Regions from separate parts of the Xenopus laevis genome. Here region 1 is linked to region 2. The links are chromatin contacts, called in public Hi-C maps. All regions are on one chromosome and are shown on one strand. The core of a region is the stretch at or near the end of the contact, and the rest is flanking DNA. Distances in the headings are between cores, read along the strand shown. Region 1 overlaps LOC108699226 (homeobox protein Meis2). Region 2 holds the start of LOC108699226 (homeobox protein Meis2).

Region 1 (3,397 bases), core at 126-2,625, 94 kb before region 2:
TAATAAAGTCTTTTTAACTTTATAAATCCTTGGTCTACTGCTTTACTAGTAGGTGGTCTTTTACTATTCTTGAATTTTCCGCATACTGCAAAAAAACGATTGGGTTTCCCTGGTAAGAGACCACTTTATAACTTATAACCTTCTTTTTCTCTCTTTTCTTTATTTTTGATTTATGATTTTTTGCTCAAAGAACAGAGCCACACACCATATATGTTACTACTATACTACTATATGTTTATTTGTAGCCTGAACCAAGGTCTACACCAAAATGCAACCCCGGCTGCTAAATACAACATTCATCATTTGCCACTGAAGGTGCGGCTACACTCCTAAATCTAATGGCTGTTCAATGATGGCCTGAGCCTAAATTACAAGTCTAGGAGGGTACAAGAGTCACACAAAGACGTGTATAAGGAATGTGGGAATTGGGGTGGGAATGACAGATTTATCAGCTGTTAGACAGTGAAGGGTTAAAGGCGCCCACAGCACTGCATTAACCTGAACCCAAGGGAACTGGCATGCACCATTTCTATTTACCAGTAGGGGTGTGAAGGGAACAGGGTGTGCATACTTTACACACACATGTGTTTGGCATTAGCCACAGAGGGAACTTTCCCTCCACCCCCCTCCCTAAAAGCAGGTAGTAATGGTCCCCTATTTGACAAGGACATGCAGAGCCATAAGTCACTGGGCCGTTAAGGCTGGATTTAATTTAGATGGTAATCCCAGAATGAGTGCCTGCAATTTTTCATGTTACCTTAACTGGTAATTGTTGCCATTAATCCTCCATGTTTCGAGTTAAACAAATAAAAGGTACCAGTATAAAGCAGACCCCCATAGACCTACACCTCCTGTGGATTAAACATGACTATTGCTGCAAGTACACATAGTAAATGCTACTGAAACTATGAATCTATGCCTACCTCCGTGATAACAAATATAGAAACCCGTATTTTCACCCATATGGGCCAGAAGATCTGTTGACATGCGGCACTTACAACTTTTCAATATAAAACCATGCAACAAACAACCCTTAGTCTTCGCGTGTTTTAGTCAGTGCATACAGTTTTTAAATAATTCAGTGTAATGCACCGCTATAGTGACATTTATGATTGGTAGCATAGCCCACCAGTAGAACAGAAGTAGGTTCAAATCCCCAAGTCTAATTTGGGTTATGACTCAATGTTGCTTTAAATCACATGTAATACTTAAAAATATTGATTTTTATTGGCTTAAAATTCACAATACCCATTATATAGCATCCAGAATCAATACTAAGATATCCTTCCTGGACCAGGACCACTGTATACGAGGATACGCAGCAAGCTACTCCCCCAACAAAGACCCTCTGAGGCCTGGAAACCATTAGCAATCCCCCACCCCCAACACACCTCCAACCCAGGACTCCAGGCTGTCTTCAAACAAGTCATTAAATGGAGGGTTGAAGGTTCAAACAAGGGTCATTTCTTTGGATACTACACAGAAATGTTTAGTAAACTGGGAGCCCTCTGTTGATTGCTCTCCATCACCAGAGCGCTCTTGCCTCTAAGCTGGGGTTACAGCAAATGATCATGTATCATATATAATAAATATATAGTGAATAAAGTACCCCCTCTTGTACATGATAAGGCTATTATAAATCACTGAGGAGTTTCATGACCGTTTTTATACAGGTCATGGAACTCCGAGGTAACTTCTAATATCCTCATATTTTGCAACTGTGGTACTCTATTCATTATAATACACAAGTTTCAGTGAGTCATGTGACAGAAATGACATCAAAACTCACCGTTTATAACTGATGACATCAGAACTCACCGTTTATAAGGATATAATTTACAAGATATTCATAGCTTTTGTGTATTATATATATATATATATATACACACACACAGTATATATAACTCTAAGAAACTTCCAATACACATTAATTAAAAAAAAAAGTTTAATAGTTGTATTAATAAACACTGTTGCAATTGAAAGCAGCATTTGTTAATCCCTTTCTAGTTTCAGGTTCTGACTCTTGAACAATGTAGCAGGTCCGCTCTCCTACATAATTTGTGCAGCTTTCAATTTCTTTGGATTTCTACATCCTCCCAAGCCGCTTTCAACAGCACAGTTCCACTGAGTATATCATCAAATGCTTTATCAGTTTCGATTTCACTCTATGCCCAACAAAGCGACTCCTTGAAGAACATTTTTGACTGCTTATTAAGAAGGCTTAGATAAAATCGACATAGTTTCCACCTCTTTAATATAGAGGCTCCAGTATCTTTAGGTTGCATGAAAACTGTTGCTTGAGAGGCGCAGGTAGGATACACATTGTAGGTATTCATGCAGCAGCGCTTATTGATGAATCTGTAGCAGAGGTGGGATTTTTATATTGACCAATCCACTGCAAGGTATCCAGGTATCACTTGTTTTAGGATCTATCAAGGAGCAGGTGGATCTGTTGGTGCCGGTCATACTTTTTAGACTTTTGTGGGCACCTACAAATATCTGCAGCATGGAACCCTAGATATTTATTTTGTTAACTTTTGACCATAATACCCTAAAAATGGTTCATTTCATTTGTGCTCTTGAGTGTCACTGGGATTCACCATAACAACATGTACATAGTATTGTATTGTACTGGAATAGCACATTACATGTGTGTCAGGAAAATGAATATGTTTCTTCAGTTCCTCTTCTCAATTCCATGTGGCAGTTTCATCAAACTGAATATGGTTCAGTATATATGCTAGGGATGTACCAAATGCAACATTTCTGAACTCAGCTGAATAGCAAACCTTGTATAAAAAATTCAGACATGCATCAACAGGTCCTAATTTTCATTCCAATTTAAACATTATCTACCCCCTAAAATTCAATGGGGAATATTTATCATTGAGTAAAGTTAGAGATCACCACAGTCCACTAGTGTGAAATTCCGCCACTCTCCATTCATTTCTATGAGATTTTTAAAAGAGTATTTATTAATGGGTGAAAGTATGCCTTTGAAAATAATATCTATTTTTTTTTCTAATGTGACTAAGATTTAAAGAAAGCTTTGAATAGGGCAAGTTCTAAAAAGTATGTCTACTGCAACTGTAATGACAGGTAATAGTATCACTTTAAAAAAACTGCCAGAAAATAACTAAATGTGGTTGTGTCATTCGCTCAGGTACTTCCTTAATTACCACAAATCCCAAGAACAAATTGCTGTATGCAGTGTTACAATCAGCAGCAGCAGCTTACATGGGTGGAAGGCTTTAAGAACAGAGGCACACCTGGAGCATGATAACTAGGCAGAATGGTACAAGTTAGTTTACATAATGATGAATGATGATGATGATGGGTGACCATTGCCCAGGTGAAAGCAGGGAGGCAGATGGCAGTTTCCTGTATTTGATGTGGA
Region 2 (3,596 bases), core at 79-2,578:
GTTAGAAGAGAAGAGTGTAGGAAGCGAAGCAAGAGCAAGAGACTGGGCTGAATGCTGGGGAAGGGGAGAATGAGAGAGTGTGTGTGAGTGAGAGAGAGAAAGAGAGAGAGAGAGAGAAGCAGAGAGAGAGAGAGAGAGAGAGAGAGAAGTGGTGAGAGAGAGAGAGAGGAGATACCTAAACACTAATCACTCATATTCACTCTTTATTAAACACACAGTGATCCCTAAATCTCCCTTGCACCCCCTTCCCACCCCCAGGTCATACAGCAGCCCCAGAGCACAAGGATATAGCTGGGGGCAATTAAACCTACCCTTTGCGCCATCAATAAACAGCTGTCCGGCAGCCCTAGGGTATCTCCTCGGCCCCTGCTCCCAGAATAAAGCCTCGCCAGTCCCAGCAATGGGGGGCTAGGGGGTGTAAGAACCAAAATATTTCTTGTTCCTGCTGCAATCCAACAAAGATTCTTTAGCCGGCTCCGAGAAGATAAAAAAAAATGCTATCAAATAATCATGTTAATTCAGAAGCCAATGCGCGGGGGTGGGGTAAAGGCTCCTGGTTGTCCTTGTTTGTGTTTAGTTTTTTCTTCCTTTTTTTTTGTTTTTGTTTTTTTTTTTTAATCAAATGATCAGTAGGAAATAAAGTGTCCAAAAATTCCAAGTTGGGGGGTCAGTGGCGGCCCTGGAGGAGAGAGCCACACGTACCCAGAGTGAGGACTGTCATGGCTCTCCGCCACTTCAGATGTCAATCAGAGGCAGAGCATGTCAGCGCGTTGAATGAGGGATGGTGGCAGGAGAGGAGGAGGAAGATGATGGTGATATTGATGAAGATACGATTGAGCAGCAAATCTTCCAACCCCTCTCTCTCTCTCTCTTTCCTTACGCGTCTCCCCTGCTGCTCCTATCTCCTGTAAACTCCTCTTGACAGCTCCCTACAGATCTCTGTCTCTTTTATTTTTATTTTTTCCCCCAGTGACACGCGGAAAAAAAAAATTCTAGATCCAAATGATGAAGAGAAACCAATTTAGTAAAAAAAAAAAAAAAAAAAAGCACAAATAAATATATAAAAAAAAACTGGTTACAAAAGGCAATGAGAGCAAAAGAGCAAAAGTGCTTCCGCGTGCAGAGAATGTGGAGCTGAGTTGGGAGGATGAGGTGGGGAATTTCAGCCTGTCTCTGGCAGATGACTGACTGCTGGCAGGTTGGCTGCTGCTGCCTTATACAAGAGACTCAGTTTGTTGAGCTGATCGGCGGGAGAATGAAAATGACGGGACCCGGAAGTAGAGGGAGCCAGTCGTACGGCACAGACACATGGAGGGAGGCAGAGACTAAAGAGGCAATGCGAGGGGCGGCGTGCAATCAGCAAAGCTCCTGCTAGACGGGCAGGGCCAGGAGGCAGGCAATGGGAGGCTACATCCACAGCATTCTCTCTCACAACTCATCCTCTCCCTCTCCATCCCACACAACCACAAAGTAACACACACACACCACCTTCCCATCAGCTCGCCAGCGATTTCTTCACGATTTTAGCTTATTCTCTGGAACCAGGGGGACACGGGGGACAGTCACAGCAGGTTATTGAGCTCTGTCATGTGACGTGGAGAAAATTCAACTCACAGCCATGGCCCTGGGATCAGAGAGGGGCAATTAGATAAAAACACAATATTTCACTTGACGTGTCATCATTTATGCAAAGAAGAACTGGGGAATGTAGTACAAGAGCAGGGTTGAAGCTCTGATTTATATTAAACCTCTTCCCCCAATACACAATTACTCAGACATTTCTCCAACTTGCTGAGATCATAAGTATAGAATTGATAAATGTGCCCTACCTGTTGCCCTCCAGCTGGCCCTTAAACTACTGGCTAATTATTAAAAACAATTCTGAACTACAACTTCTAGCATTATTATTATATATATGAGCAAGTAGCATAGAGCAAGTAGCATAGAGCAAGTAGTATAGAGCAAGTAGTATAGAGCAAGTAGTATAGGGCAAGTAGTATAGGGCAAGTAGTATAGGGCAAGTAGTATAGAGCAAGTAGTATAGGGCAAGTAGTATAGAGCAAGTGGTATAGAGCAAGTAGTATAGGGCAAGTAGTATAGAGCAAGTAGTATAGAGCAAGTAGTATAGGGCAAGTAGTATAGAGCAAGTGGTATAGGGCAAGTAGTAAAGAGCAAGTAGTATAGAGTAAGTAGCATAGAGCAAGTAGTATAGGGCAAGTAGTATAGGGCAAGTAGTATAGAGCAAGTAGCATAGAGCAAGTAGCATAGAGCAAGTAAACTACCCTTAACTGGCTAATTATTAAAAACAATTCTGAACTACAACTCCCAGCATTGTTATTATTCTACTCTGTAGTACTAAGAGTTTTAAACTTTGATGTGAACAATAGCTGCCGATAATTACGCCTATTACTGGTGTGATTTCTGCTTTGCCAATAGATATTTTGTTTCCAGTGCATCCCTGAAAGCCACAGGCCAATGCCCTCTACAGTCGCCCCCAAAGCAGGGTAAAATAATGCCCCCTGAAATAATCCCCGTTTTAAGGATGAAACGAAACGAGAATTGTTGTGTTGCCAGAGAGGACTCAGTAAGCAGGCAATGAGTTGCAGAGATCTGATGGTTCTTGGGCATTCGGATGGCAGTTGCAGTTGGCAGTTGCTCAGTGGAGATCCTAGCATATAACTGGTTTTGAATAGAGCAATCAGATTGGTACGTGCATGTGGTTCTGGAGACCATTGCAGCAAGTGGAAAAGCTTTGTGTTTGGCATAAATAGCAGGTTAATCGCTCACTACATATTTCCAGGGTTTTTGTATTCACGAAGATGGTGAAGGGTCTAATATTAATGTTTGGGATATACAGTACTATGAATATACATATGTATATAATAGGCTTACTATACAAGTAACCAGGAAGAAGTGGTGCTCCCTGCTGCAGCCCAGATTAGGAGATAGTGTGGCCCTTTGCTTGGAGTCAGCAGCAGTCAGTGTTGTGTGTAGCATGTGTCTGTACGACTGTGTAGCATGTGTCTGTACGACTATTTGTGTGTGGCATGTGTCTGTACGACTATTTGTGTGTGGCATGTGCACACAGGTATTAGTGCTATAATGTCCCCTAATAGCAACGCTAATTACACCCAGGCTATTTACTAAAGCAAGTAAAACGCTGCACCCCCGAGCACCAAATGAACTTTTCCAGAAGAAGAAAAAGAAAAAAAAAAAAAGACTGGGGCAGCCCAAGACTTTGTGTGGGTGAGGGGAACTGCCTCTCTCTCTCTCTTTTTTTTTTGTCTTTCTGTCCAATCCCATTTGCTGGCACTGCAACCTGCTTTAGACCTCAGAACAGTCAATTATAGCAAGTCCTGGAGCCCATCAATCATAGTTGGGCCCTGAAGTTTAAAGGGGCGGAGTCCTGAGCCTGCCCTGAGCTTTGTCGGATAAGGGCCCCTTTAATGCCCCATCTCCATCTCCCAGCAATTGTAAATAGAATGGAATCAGAAATCCGAGTTAAAGTGTTAGTGGGTATCAGAGGGTCACTGAGATGCCTCACTGGCCCCAAGGACGTCTGAAGTCCCTGTAATAGGACAGTAGGTTTCAGGGGT

The links. Hi-C and Micro-C count contacts between places; a contact is called where the count stands out from the background.
Region 1: a contact with region 2 is called in a Hi-C map of the XTC cell line, with 4 times the contacts expected there. The contact joins the enhancer-like site here to the promoter of LOC108699226 in region 2. A contact is called at or near these places in 2 of 4 Hi-C or Micro-C datasets (the XTC cell line and animal cap).

Annotation. Positions count from the first base shown.
Region 1 is chr8L:103,597,334-103,600,730 of Xenopus_laevis_v10.1, reverse strand. The region is part of intron 9 of LOC108699226 (homeobox protein Meis2); the gene reads right to left. Among protein-coding and RNA genes, the nearest start is that of LOC108699226, 94 kb to the right of the region's middle. Within about 2 kb of position 1,375, at least 1 of the 7 cell types and tissues checked has an H3K27ac peak or open chromatin away from gene starts, as enhancers often do.
Region 2 is chr8L:103,502,791-103,506,386 of Xenopus_laevis_v10.1, reverse strand. LOC108699226 (homeobox protein Meis2) reads right to left here and starts at 1,328. Exons shown (of 13, transcript XM_018231176.2): 1 at 312-1,328. The coding sequence starts at 323.